Linked DNA regions of Arachis hypogaea: region 2 is linked to region 1. A link is a contact called in public Hi-C data. All regions are on one chromosome and are shown on one strand. The core of a region is the stretch at or near the end of the contact, and the rest is flanking DNA. Distances in the headings are between cores, read along the strand shown. Region 1 holds the start of LOC112714977. Region 2 holds the start of LOC112714981 (deoxyuridine 5'-triphosphate nucleotidohydrolase).

The links. Hi-C and Micro-C count contacts between places; a contact is called where the count stands out from the background.
Region 2: a Hi-C map of leaf shows a contact between it and region 1, with 4 times the contacts expected there. The contact joins the promoter of LOC112714981 here to the promoter of LOC112714977 in region 1. A contact is called at or near these places in 3 of 8 Hi-C or Micro-C datasets (leaf and an unstated tissue).

Annotation. Positions count from the first base shown.
Region 1 is chr10:6,516,422-6,519,286 of arahy.Tifrunner.gnm2.J5K5, forward strand. It overlaps LOC112714977, which reads left to right and starts at 1,370. Exons shown (of 14, transcript XM_072204523.1): 1 at 1,370-1,840.
Region 2 is chr10:6,672,788-6,675,652 of arahy.Tifrunner.gnm2.J5K5, forward strand. It overlaps LOC112714981 (deoxyuridine 5'-triphosphate nucleotidohydrolase), which reads right to left and starts at 1,433. Exons shown (of 5, transcript XM_072204527.1): 1 at 1,111-1,433; 2 at 1-2. It overlaps LOC112714983 (protein VACUOLELESS1), which reads left to right and starts at 1,923. Exons shown (of 16, transcript XM_025766698.3): 1 at 1,923-2,865. The coding sequence starts at 2,150.

The DNA of each region.
Region 1 (2,865 bases), core at 120-2,619:
AGTGTTGAAAAAAAAAAATGTTATTATGTGAGTAACTTGAACGTAACTTCGGCTATGGGAGTCGATGCCGAGCTGTTGCCTTTAACACCGAGCTTTATGCTAGGAAGATCTGAACTCTTCGTCCAGGGAGATGTCACGTTGTGGAGAGTGCGAAAAAAAAGGGGGAGTGTACCTGCAAAGGCACTCTGATATTTAAGTTAGTATTGTGAATTCAGTATATTCGTTAGGGATAAGAGACCATACCTTTATAAGTGGAGTATAATAGGTCGGTTATATTTCTGTTTGTTTATCTGAATTGAAGATCAGTTATTAGTTTGTTTCTGTCTGGTCAGACGTTTTTATTGCAGGATGCAATCCATTGAGTCTGATTGTAACGTATAACGCCGAGTTATAACGTAAAGTGCCGAGTTATGGTACATAATGCCGAGTTATGAGATCGAATTTGTAACAACCATATCAAAAAGAATTTAAATCTTTAGATTGACATTACTAACACCAATAACCACATAGAATTGAAGGTTAACGATAGGGGTGTTCAAAATCGATCAAAACCGAATAAAACTGACTAACCGAACCGAAAAAATCGATAACTGAACAAATTGAAAACTGAAAAAACGATGTTTTGCAGTTATTTTTGCGGCTCGTTTCGGTTTTTGATTTTGCTATTGAAAATTCTTACCAAACTGAATCGAACCGATTTTCTTAAAAAAACCTATATAAAAGTCCCCCTTCCAAATGACCGAACCGGCTAACCCTTTCACAGCCACCAGTAACCCTAACTCCGTTTAGCCTCTCTCCAGTCTCCAATCCTCTGAGCTCTCACCACCTCTCAACGCCGAAAACTCTTTCCCCTTCCCCGCTATCAATGCCGTTGGACAGCACCATCGCGGCGGTGCGGCTCTTTTCTCTCCCTCTCCCATCGTCGTAGAGGTTCTCTTCCTGTCGTCCTCCACACACCACCTCTTCCAGCAGCACGCCGTCTACTCCATGCACCAGCAGCATGCACCAGAGCCGTCGGTTGTCGTCCTTCGCAAGTTCGTAGTCATTGTCGTCCTCGCGTTGTAGTCATCGCAGTAGCCATTCCTCTACATCTAGAATGGTGATGCCTCTTAGCTTTCAGGTAAATTATTTGTTCTAATTTTTTTGGATCTAATTAGTTGTTCTTAGTTCTGTTTTAATCAATGTTCTAAAAATCGGACCGGACTGATCGGTCAGATCGATTTAACCACAAACCGACAACATTAACGGTCCGATCAGACATGTAAAATCGCCATTTAAAAAACTGATAAAAAACCACTGAACCGGCCGATTGGACCGAACCGAAACCCGCCCGGTTTACACAAAAACAGAAGCTCCTTCGTTTCTTTCTCCCTTTCCCCCTTTCTGTCTTTCATTCAGAAAGAAATCAAATCACAACCCCAGCCAAAAAACCCTAGCACTTTAAGCCTACACCACCGCCGCAAGGAGTGGCATACTGCCGCGTCCGTCGTACTCAAAGTTCGCCATCCGTCCGTCTATCTAGCTTCCCTCGTGATCCAAGTCTTCAACCCCTGTTCGCTGTCACCGATCGCGGCTGCTTCCTCGAGCTCGGCGTCCGTCGTCTTTGTCTGCTTAGCCGCGCTTCCATCGCCGTTTGTTTGCCGTTCACGTTCACGTCTTCGTTCGCGTTCTTCGCCGTTCACGTTCGCTCGGCGTTCACTGTTCGCTGTTCGCGTTCAATCGCCGTTCACCGTTCGAGTTCGCATTCGTGTTCGTCTGGAAACCACGTTTCTCTGCTTCAAACACCGCGACCAACCCGCGCGCCCACCTAGCTGTCGAACTGCTCTCTTTTGTCGCCGCCGTGAGTTCCCTAAACCTGCCACCAGACAATACCCTCACACAACACCAATACTCTGCTTCAAACTCTGCAACTTCTGATTTCTATTACAACAAGTAACTATTTGATTTGGCAGTGGTTTGGATTATTTCATAGACTGAATTAAAGTTACAATAGTTATGTTCTCTTCTCTATCACATTGATATTAAGCTTTGAATTCTCTTATTTTGTTTTAATTTTACGGCACTAAACATGTTTGATGAAATGCTTTAACTATATTTCTGGTTGGTTTTATAATTTCTAGCTTTTAGAAACTTAGTAAGTTGATTGCATGTGAAATTAGAATAATTGGATCTTAGTAATTAGGAAATTTTAGCTGCACAAATAGCATCTTTGCAGAAAACATATTAGCATGATGATTCCACTTGCACTAGTGTGTTCTTCTGGTAAATTTTAACTGTTATTGTGAATTTGTTAATTTGCTAATTGATCTTGTGTTGTTGTTCTGTTGTTCTTCTGTTACTTTTAATTTTTTTTGTTTTTGTTGTGATTTTCTGTTCTTGATTTAAGCTGTGATTGAAGGTTCTTTGGTTTTGGTATTCTTCACTTTCCTGTAAGCTTAGCTTTTAATTCTTTGAGCATACACGGATCAAATTGTTGTTTTCAGCAATGGTGATTTTTAGATTTTTTTTTGGGTTGCTTTGTTTAAATGTTCTTATTGTTGTTGTGTTTTTGCTGTGATTTAAATGTTATTTTGATTCTTTTTTTTTTTCCAAATGCCCAGTTAGTACTTGGTTGATTGGTTTTGCTCACTGAATGTATTTGATGATAAATTTTAAATTGATAACTCTATTACTGCTTTACTATCTGTTTCTGTAGTTAAATTTTATTAAAGTTTCTTGAATTTGCACTGCCTATGTTATTGATTCACTGTTCCTTCATTGCTTTTTTTTTTTGTTGTTAATCATTGTGATGAGCTTTGTTAAAATTTGGTTGAAAACTACTAATCTTTCTTCATTTTTCACTGTTCTAACTTCTGTTCTTATTAA
Region 2 (2,865 bases), core at 183-2,682, 160 kb after region 1:
AGCTAGGATTTCAGGCGTAGTTATCAGAACCGAACCGGTAATCAACCCGGCCATATGACCGGATTGCCGGTTCAACCGGTGGGTCACTGATTTACCCGGTTGACCCGGTTATAATTAAAAAATATATAAAATTATATAAATAAAATTAAAAACATGTGTTAAAACCTAAAATGCAAGTCTTTACAAAAATAATAATCAAATATCAATTCTTAGACATAACTAATGATGCAAAAAGAGATAATAATCTAGTCTCTAGAACAAAATACTTTCTCAATTTAAATGAACAAGAATGGGCAAAAATATAACACAATCGGTAAATCAAGTCCAATCGGTAAATCAAGTCCAATCGGTGATTTCAAAGTCAGCATTTATATCTTTATAGGACAAATTTGGAATTTGACCAACATTTCCCTCATTTTGATTTACATCTATATCTTTCATAGCATTGTTACTCAACTCAGCAACAAAAAAAAAAACAAAAGATTTACGGCAACAAAATATTTAGCTAATTGATTTTTTAAGCAACATAATAAATTCAAGGTTCAATGATAATAATCAGCAACAAATTCAACTCAACTCAACTCAGTGATGTTATCCGGCAACAAAATTCAACTCAATGATGTTATCCAGCAACAAAAAACTTTGCCCAGTGATATGCTCAGCAACAATTGAACCGAAGACAACAAATTCAGCTCAACTCAGCAATGTTATCCAACAACAAAATTCAACTCAATAATGTTATCCAGCAAAAAAAAACTTTGCGCAATGATATGTTCAGCAACAATTGAACTTACGACAGAAAATTCAGCTCAACTCAGCGATATTATCCAGCAACAAAATTCAACTCAATAATGTTATCCAGCAACAAAAAGCTTTGCTCAGTGATATGTTCAGCAACATTTCAACATACGACAATAAATTCATCTCATTCATAATTTGCAACATCAAATTCAACTATGATAATTTTCAAATCCCTAGTATTCACAAAACAAAATTAGCTAAATCATATTTCAGCAATAAACTCAACTTTCAACAACAAATTCAAGATGTACTAATGATTTACAGCAATGAAATTGAAAGAGAAATAACAGGGCCGAAGCTGAAAATCACCTGCCAAGAAACCAACTCACGGCGAAGGAAGCGTTGATGGCAGAAGCAGGAAGACGATCTTACGATGGTGACAGAGCGCGACAGAGCTTGCGACGGTGATAGAGCGCGACATGCTTACGACGCTGACAGAGCGCGACGAGCTTGAGTCCGAAACGGCCGCGAGAGAAGCGAGATACCGGAGAGAGAGATGTCGACGACGACACCAGCCGTGAGAGAGAGGTGAGACTCAGTGAGCTTGAGACTCAGTCAGAGAGAAGAGAGAGGTTTGAGAGGTGGGTGATCATCCATTTGGGGTTAGGGCACCGCGGAGGGAGGGGGTTGATAGTGAACGACGCCGTTTTCCGATGTTTTTTAAAAAAAATGACCCGATCTGGGTTACATGAACCGGCCGGGTCACTGATTTTTACAAGTTCTGTCCGGGTCGAACCGGTTTTCACTGGATTCAAAGCTTAAGCGGTTTGACGAGTGGTTCAGCCCGACTGAATCGAGTCGAGTTTGATAATTACACAGATTAATAATATAATAAATATAAACGAACTAATTAATTATTAAAATAAAAAATAATTATTTTAATATAAAAATAAAAATAAAAATAAAAATGTTTATTTTAAAAAATACTAAAATTTTATATATTTATTTAATAATAATTAGATTATAATTTGTTAATTATAATTTGTTAAATTTTAATTATTTTTAGAATATTAATAAAAAACATATTTTAAATTTTTTATTATTTTATATTTTTTATTTATACAAAATTAAAACTGCGGATTCAAGTCATTCAACTAATAACTCATCTCATCAATTGAACTAATAAACCAACTTGTTCTATCACCAATTCTGTTATGACTAATCTGGCCTTTTTTTTTTGCACTCCTACTCTAACTAAAAATACCTGTCAATATAAATTAAAATTGGTATCTGGTAGCTTTTCAGATTCCAAAAAAGTACATGTCACACAAGAAAGGCAGAAACTCTTCCTATAGGGGTATAGCCCGATAGCCCGCAACCTCCCCACTTTCACTCTCTCTCTCCCGCAATGGCCAACGTCTCAGTGGCCGCGGAGTGGCAGCTCCTCTACAACCGCTACTACCGCAAGCCAGAGCTCTACCCAATGAGGTGGAAACACGTGGACCTCGCCCGCCACAAGGTCGCTGGCGCCCCATTCGGCGGTCCCGTCGCCGTCATCCGTGACGACTCCAAGATCGTCCAGCTACACGCTGAGTCCGCCCTCCGCAAGCTCCGCCTCTTCAACTCCGCTGGTCATCCCCTCGCCGACGCCGTCTGGCGCCACCCGGGCGGCCGCCTCATCGGAATGTCTTGGAACGATGATCTCACCCTCGTCTGCGTCGTTCAAGACGGTACCATCTACCGTTACGACCTCCACGCCCAACTCGTCGAACCTAACATCTCCATGGGCAAGGAATGCTTCGAGCAGAACGTTGCCGATTGCGCTTTCTGGGGAAACGGCGTTGTCTGCATCACTGAGCAGAATCAGCTCTTTTGTATTCCCGATTTTCGGAACCCTAAGCCCGTCCCCCTCGCCGATCCGATGATTGACGAGCCGCCGCGGTGCATCGCCGTGATCGAACCACAGTACACCATGTCTGGAAACGTCGAGGTGCTTCTCGGAGTTGCTGACGATCCTGTGGTGCTCGTTGTGGAGGAGGACGGCGTGCAGCGGCTCGGGGAGGGTTTGCTCCGGGGGCCGCTGCAGAAGATGGTTGTGTCCCGTGACGGCAAGTGGCTTGCTTC